Linked DNA regions of Sus scrofa: region 1 is linked to region 2. The links are chromatin contacts, called in public HiChIP or PLAC-seq maps. All regions are on one chromosome and are shown on one strand. Each heading gives the region's core, a stretch centred on a gene start, on an enhancer-like site or on the middle of the called end of the contact. The rest is flanking DNA. Distances are from core to core; before and after follow the strand shown.

Region 1 (2,825 bases), core at 67-2,566, 98 kb before region 2:
CATGTTCAGAGTTTTTTGGGGTTTTTTTGTCTTTTCGCCATTTCTTGGGCCGCTCCTGCAGCACATGGAGGTTCCCAGGCTAGGGGTCTAATCAGAGCCGTAGCCACCACCCTATGCCACAGCTCATGGCAACGCCGGATAATTAACCCACTGAGCAAGGCCAGGGACCGAACCCGAAACCTCATGGTTCCTAGTCGGATTCGTTAACCACTGCGCCACGACGGGAACTCACCATGTTCAGAGTTTTTGATGTTGGGTCTAGAACCCTGGTCTGCAGTGAATGGCCCACATCTGGGTCTGGGCCCTGCTCTCAAGTCCAGGGTTTAGGGTCATGATAGCGGTCTGAGTCTGAGGGTGGGATCAAGGTTGGGGTCAGCAACCAAGGTGGGATGGAGGTCGTGGTCCGTGGGTGGCATCAAGTGTTTGAGGTCATGGTCCACAATCTGGGTCTGGGGTCAGTGGTAGGGTCTGGATGTGAAGGGCGGGGGGGTGGGCTCAGAGTGTTGATCCCAGGCCATGGTCAGAGTCTGAGGTGGTGGTCCAAGGTCTAGGTCTGAGGTCCTGTTCGGAGTCTGGGGTCAGGAATGTTATCCGGGTCTGCGGTGCGATTTCCGACTGTGTCCAAGGTCAGGGGTCAGGGGTTACAGCCAGGCTCTGAGACCCAAGTCCCTGGGATTACGTTCTGAAACGCCAGTCTGCGGTCCCGGCCATGGCCTCTTGTGGAGTCTGGGATCCGAGCTGCGGTCCAGGTCTGGGTCTGGGGGCTTCTTCGGGCCAGGTCCCTGCCGTGTTCCACGTCCGGGGTCAGGGTCTCGGCTGAAGGTTGGGGTCCGAGATCCGAGGCCACGGGGCGGAGCTGAGACGGGGTCCGGGTGGCCCCGGGGGTCAGTCTCAGGCCACCCGCGCGGCCTCCAGGGGGCGCCGCCGCCCGGCCGCCCGGCCCCTCGCGGGCTCGCTGGCGCTGTGCGCGGCAGGCGGGGCCGGAGGCGGCGGCGGCTCCGGGGCGCGGGTGGCGGCGGCGGCGGCGGCGGCGGTGGCGGTGGCGGCGGCGGCGGCGGCGGCGGCCCGACTGCAGTCCCGGCGGGAGCGGAGCGAGCCGGGGCCGGGCCCGAGCCGGCGCCATGGGGCGGCGCCGCCTGTGAGCCGCGGCGAGCGGAGCCGCGGGCGCCCAGCGGGGCCAGGCGGGCGGCGGCGCCCGAGGCCGACGGAGCGGCCGGGCCGGGCCGAGCGCGCCGAGCGGAGCGGAGCGGAGCCGAGCGGCGGGAGAGGCCGCCGCCGCCGCCAAGATGGCGGACCTGGAGGCGGTGCTGGCCGACGTGAGCTACCTGATGGCCATGGAGAAGAGCAAGGCCACGCCGGCCGCGCGCGCCAGCAAGAAGATCCTGCTGCCCGAGCCCAGGTGAGGCGGGCGCCGGCCCCGCGCCCCGCGGCCCCAGACCCCCGGGCACTGGCCCCGGGACCCCTTCTGCCCCCGGCGCCCCGGGCCTGTGCACCTGAACCCGGCGCGCCCCAGCGCCGGGCTTGCCAGCTCCCCTGGCTCCCCGACCCGCCCGGTGCCCCCTGCCCCACTGTGCCTCCCTCTCCCGTCACACACTCTGCCTGGCCCCGGTCTCTGTCGGCCCCAGGGGCTCCCTGCTCCCCTTCATTCTCCTCGGGTAGCCCTGGGTCCCCTCCCCTGCCTGCCCCATCTGCCTGGCCGGACTCTTCCTCCCTTCGTTCCGCTGCCCCTGCTCCCAGCACCCGCCCCCCGGGTGCCACTGCCCCCACCCTGGCCCCCTCGGGTGGACACTTGCCTGAGGTTTGGGGGATACTGGGTCTTCCCCATTCTTCGGGTGGGTCGTTGGCTTGGGGTGGGGTTTGAATTCGGCTTTAGGGGCTGGGGCGGTGGTGGGGAGCAGGGTACGGTGTGCGCCCCATCCCATTAAGACACCATCTGTCCCTCTCCCCGCGAATTCGTCCTCCGGCAGGCCCTGCTTGCGGTGCCCTGTGGGTGCCATTTGCCAGGGGACGTCCCGGCACCCCTGCAGCAGCTGGACCACGGCTGCCACCTCTCTGTGAGACAACTGATGACATTGCACCTGATATCAAAGTTTAAACTGTTCAGGATTTAGGGACAGGAACAGACAGGATACAGGCAGTAGCTCAGGCTGTCCAGTGTTTTATGGCTTCTAGAGTATTTTCCCATTGTTTGAGCGTCAAGCAGCCCATGGGTGGGTAGAACCAGTGTGGAACAGGTGGGGAAGCCGAAGGCCCAGATGGGAGTAGCCTGCTCAGTGTCACAGGTAGTCCAGGGTGGTGCCTGGCTGCCAGATCAGGGCTTCCGGCTGCTGGTTCCACAATGTGGCCACCCTTCTGGCCTGAGCGGGGACCTGTTATTCTGCAACTGCAAGAGCCACGGGCCTACCACCAGTCCCAGCAACTCCTCTATCTCTGCCTGGGAGTTGCCATGCTGAGGCCCAGCCGGCCCAGCCGGCCCAGGAGCCTGGGCCCCTCTGAGCTGTCATGGTCTTATCATGTGACTTTGGGCAAGTCCCTTCCCATTTCAGGGCCTCAGTGTTCTCATCTGTGAAACGCGGTGGGTGCGAAATAAGGACTGTGACCGTGGCATCCTGAGTGTCTGAAGCAGGGCCCAAAGCTGCGGGGCCAGCATCTCCGGTCCCCTCCACTGGGCCCTGTTTGCTGGCTTTCGAATTGACTGAACACCAGGCCTGGGAGAGGAAAATCGGTCTGCATTTTGAAAAGGCCGTTAGGGCACCCCCCCCCTTTTTAAGACATTTGCAATCAGATTTCTCAAAACAGGAACCAGACTGACTGTCAGCTGGGGG
Region 2 (3,058 bases), core at 118-2,617:
AGCCAAAAAAAGAAAAAAAAAGAAAAAAAAAAAACCCTGCAGGCCAGGAGCAGGAGGGCAGTGACCTGCAGACAAACCTGGCCTACTCACTGCAGACAGTACCAGAGGGGCAAGGCTGGGTGTTGGGGGGGGGTGCCCTTCAAAGAACGCGGAGTGCTGCAGGGAACCAGAGGTCAAGGAGTCCCTCCAGGACCTCCTTCATGTGACACACCAGAGGATTTAGGCCCCCGGCAACAGGTAGACCTGTTACGTTGATGAACCCCCCGCCTTTGGCACAGTCCCTCGGTCTTTTTTTTCTTTTTTTGCTGTGCTGTGGCATATGGAATGCCCTGACCAGGGATCAGATCCCAGTTGCAGTTGCAACCCATGGCAATATCAAATCCTTAACCCCCAACCCCCACCCTACCGCTCCCCGTGCTGGGCTGGGGATCAAACCTGCATACCGGCATACCCGCAGGCCAGAAACGGGGAAGATGCCATTGCACCCCAGTGGGAACTCCTTGGCCTTTTTAAAGTGGCCACATGGGGGAGTTCCTTGGTGGTCTAGTGGTTAGGACTCCATGCTTTCACCGCTGCACTCAGGCCAAGGTTCAATCCCTGGTCTGGGAACTGAGATTCTACATCAAGCTGCTGCGAGCCACGGTCAAATTAATGAATGGCCACACACAGGAGTCCACCCTCGTAAAATATTTCCAGTTTCTCATTAGCAACCCTCAGCATTTGGCGCCCCCCCATCTCTCCTCTCATAGACCCATCTTCCTCTGAAGGGGCAAAGCCCCATGCACCGCTAAGTCTTTACTCTCGGCTTCCCCTGCCAGCCACACCCTTCTACTCCTTTCTGCCTGGAGAGTCTTATGTTCTCCGGGATCACTGAAGGAGTCTCCATGCCATAGCCAACAGCCACTTCCCACCCCGAGATCCCGCTTCCATCTCTTTTCGGATGGTGGTTGCTGCATCTGTCAGTGTCCCGCGGCCCCGGAATGGGTGCGACGGTGTTGTTTCGATCCGGAATCCCAACAGACGCCCAGGAAATCGGTACTACGTTTGTGACCCAGGCGGGCTCCCCCGTGCATCTGCAGATTCTTAGGTCAGGGCTCGCTCCTCCGCACCCTCTGAGCGCCTCGCGTTCGGGTGCGCAGCCGCAGTGGGCCCCGCTGACCAGCCGGGCTCCCCAGGGGGGCTGGAGGGGACAAGAGGGGCCTGGACGGCGAGAAGCCGCCAGCAAGGCAGGCGCCCAGCGCTCCCGGCTCACGTGACCGCCCCCCGCCCACTGCGGACCCAGTCACGTGACGGCCCAGCCGGCGAGCGTTTTCTCACGTGACGAGGCGCCAGCGTGTGGCCCAATGAGGAGGCGGGGGCGGGGCTGCCGGGGGCGGTGCGCGGGAAGGAAACCCGGGGCCTCCGCGGCTGCGGGGGAGACCCGGAGGGAGGGCGGCCGGGAGCCGGGGTACGGGGTGGGGCCCGCCGCCAGTCTCAGCCTGGTCGCGGGGAGCAACATGAAGTGTTTGGTCACGGGCGGCAACGTGAAGGGTGAGTTGAGGCCGGCCGGGGGCCGGGACACGTGGGACGGCCCAAGGCTCGAGCCCAACCCGGGTTTCTCCTCTCGTTCCCGCAGTGCTCGGCAAGGCTGTCCACTCCCTGTCCCGTATCGGGGACGAACTCTACCTGGAGCCCCTGGAAGATGGGGTGAGGGGCCAGGGTATTGGGGGAGGGTGGGTTTCCAACAGGGAACCCTAAACTGGGCTCGGAGTCTCGTTCCCATCAGGCAGGATGCTGTTATGCAGATTTGTCTGCTGAGTTACAGTTTCCTCCCCTGTTGTTGAGGTGTCGGCTTGGGCCCGGTCCTCTTCCCAGGCCGATGTGTGAGCTGAGAGCATCTGTCCTCACTCAAGTGTCTGGTGGCGGGTGGGTGACAAGGTAAAATGCGTAGGTGCTGAGGCCGACTCCGGGAAGGCGTCATGGTGAAGGTATCCGCTGACCGCCAGGAGAGGGAGGGTTTTCAACAGCTGATGGAAACGGAGGATAGCAGGGCAAGAGGGAGCAAAAGCCGGCCAGAGGGCTGGGCCTGTCACTGCTGGTGACCGCATCCCTCTCCCTGCTTTTCCTGGTCCAGCTCTCCCTCCGGACTGTGAACTCCTCCCGCTCCGCCTATGCCTGCTTCCTCTTTGCCCCGCTCTTCTTCCAGCAGTACCAGGCGGCCACCCCTGGTCAGGACCCATTGCGCTGTAAGATCCTGATGAAGGTGAGGCCCATTCCTCAGCCGTGGTCATGACTCCCCCAGGAACTCTGCCAGCAGTGTGCTTGCTCTGGGGCAGCTAGTAGGTGGCAGCTAGGGGGAGATATGTATGCAGGAGCAGGAGGGATCCCCTTCAAAATGCAGCAAGGGTGTAGTAAAGACAGCCACGGAGGGGAGGAGTTCCTGTCGTGGCACATTGGAAACAAATCTGACTAGTATCCATGAGGACACAGGTTCGATCCCTGGCCTCTCTCAGTGGGTTAAGGATCCGGCGTTGCTGTGAGCTGTGGTGTAGGTCGCAGATGAGGCTCGGATCTGGCATGGCTGTGGCTGTGGTGTAGGCCGGCAGCTGCCGCTCCGATTCAACCCCTAGCCTGGGAACCTCCATATACCGTGGGTGCGCCCCTAGAAAGCAAAGCAAAAAAAAAAAGATGGCCACTGGGAGTTCCCGTCGTGGCGCAGTGGTTAACGAATCCGACTAGGAACCATGAGGTTGCGGGTTCGGTCCCTGGCCTTGCTCAGTGGGTTAAAGGATCTGGCGTTGCCGTGAGCTGTGGTGTAGGTTGCAGATGTGGCTCGGATCCCACGTTGCTGTAGCACTGGCGTAGGCTGGTGGCTACAGCTCCGATTTGACCCCTAGCCTGGGAACCTCCATATGCCGCAGGAACGGCCAAGAAATGGCAAAAAGACAAAAAAAAAAAAAAAAGACGGCCACAGTGGGTGATGGAGATGTGGAGAGTGATTGATTCAGCCAGGGTCCTGGAGGGAGTGAGGTCATTCAAGTTGGTTCTTGAAAGCTAAGCAGATCTTTCGAGGTCTCCC

The links. HiChIP or PLAC-seq counts read pairs in DNA pulled down with a chosen protein or histone mark.
Region 1: an H3K27ac HiChIP or PLAC-seq map of alveolar macrophages shows a contact between it and region 2. The contact joins the promoter of GRK2 here to the promoter of RAD9A in region 2. A contact is called at or near these places in 8 of 47 Hi-C or Micro-C datasets (alveolar macrophages, embryonic fibroblasts, mesenchymal stem cells and 4 more) and 1 of 2 datasets of contacts at active chromatin or transcription factors (alveolar macrophages).

Annotation. Positions count from the first base shown.
Region 1 is chr2:5,225,906-5,228,730 of Sscrofa11.1, reverse strand. It overlaps GRK2 (G protein-coupled receptor kinase 2), which reads left to right and starts at 1,316. Exons shown (of 21, transcript NM_001244878.1): 1 at 1,316-1,399. The coding sequence starts at 1,329.
Region 2 is chr2:5,128,049-5,131,106 of Sscrofa11.1, reverse strand. It overlaps RAD9A (cell cycle checkpoint control protein RAD9A), which reads left to right and starts at 1,367. Exons shown (of 11, transcript XM_003122463.5): 1 at 1,367-1,530; 2 at 1,616-1,686; 3 at 2,114-2,242. The coding sequence starts at 1,497.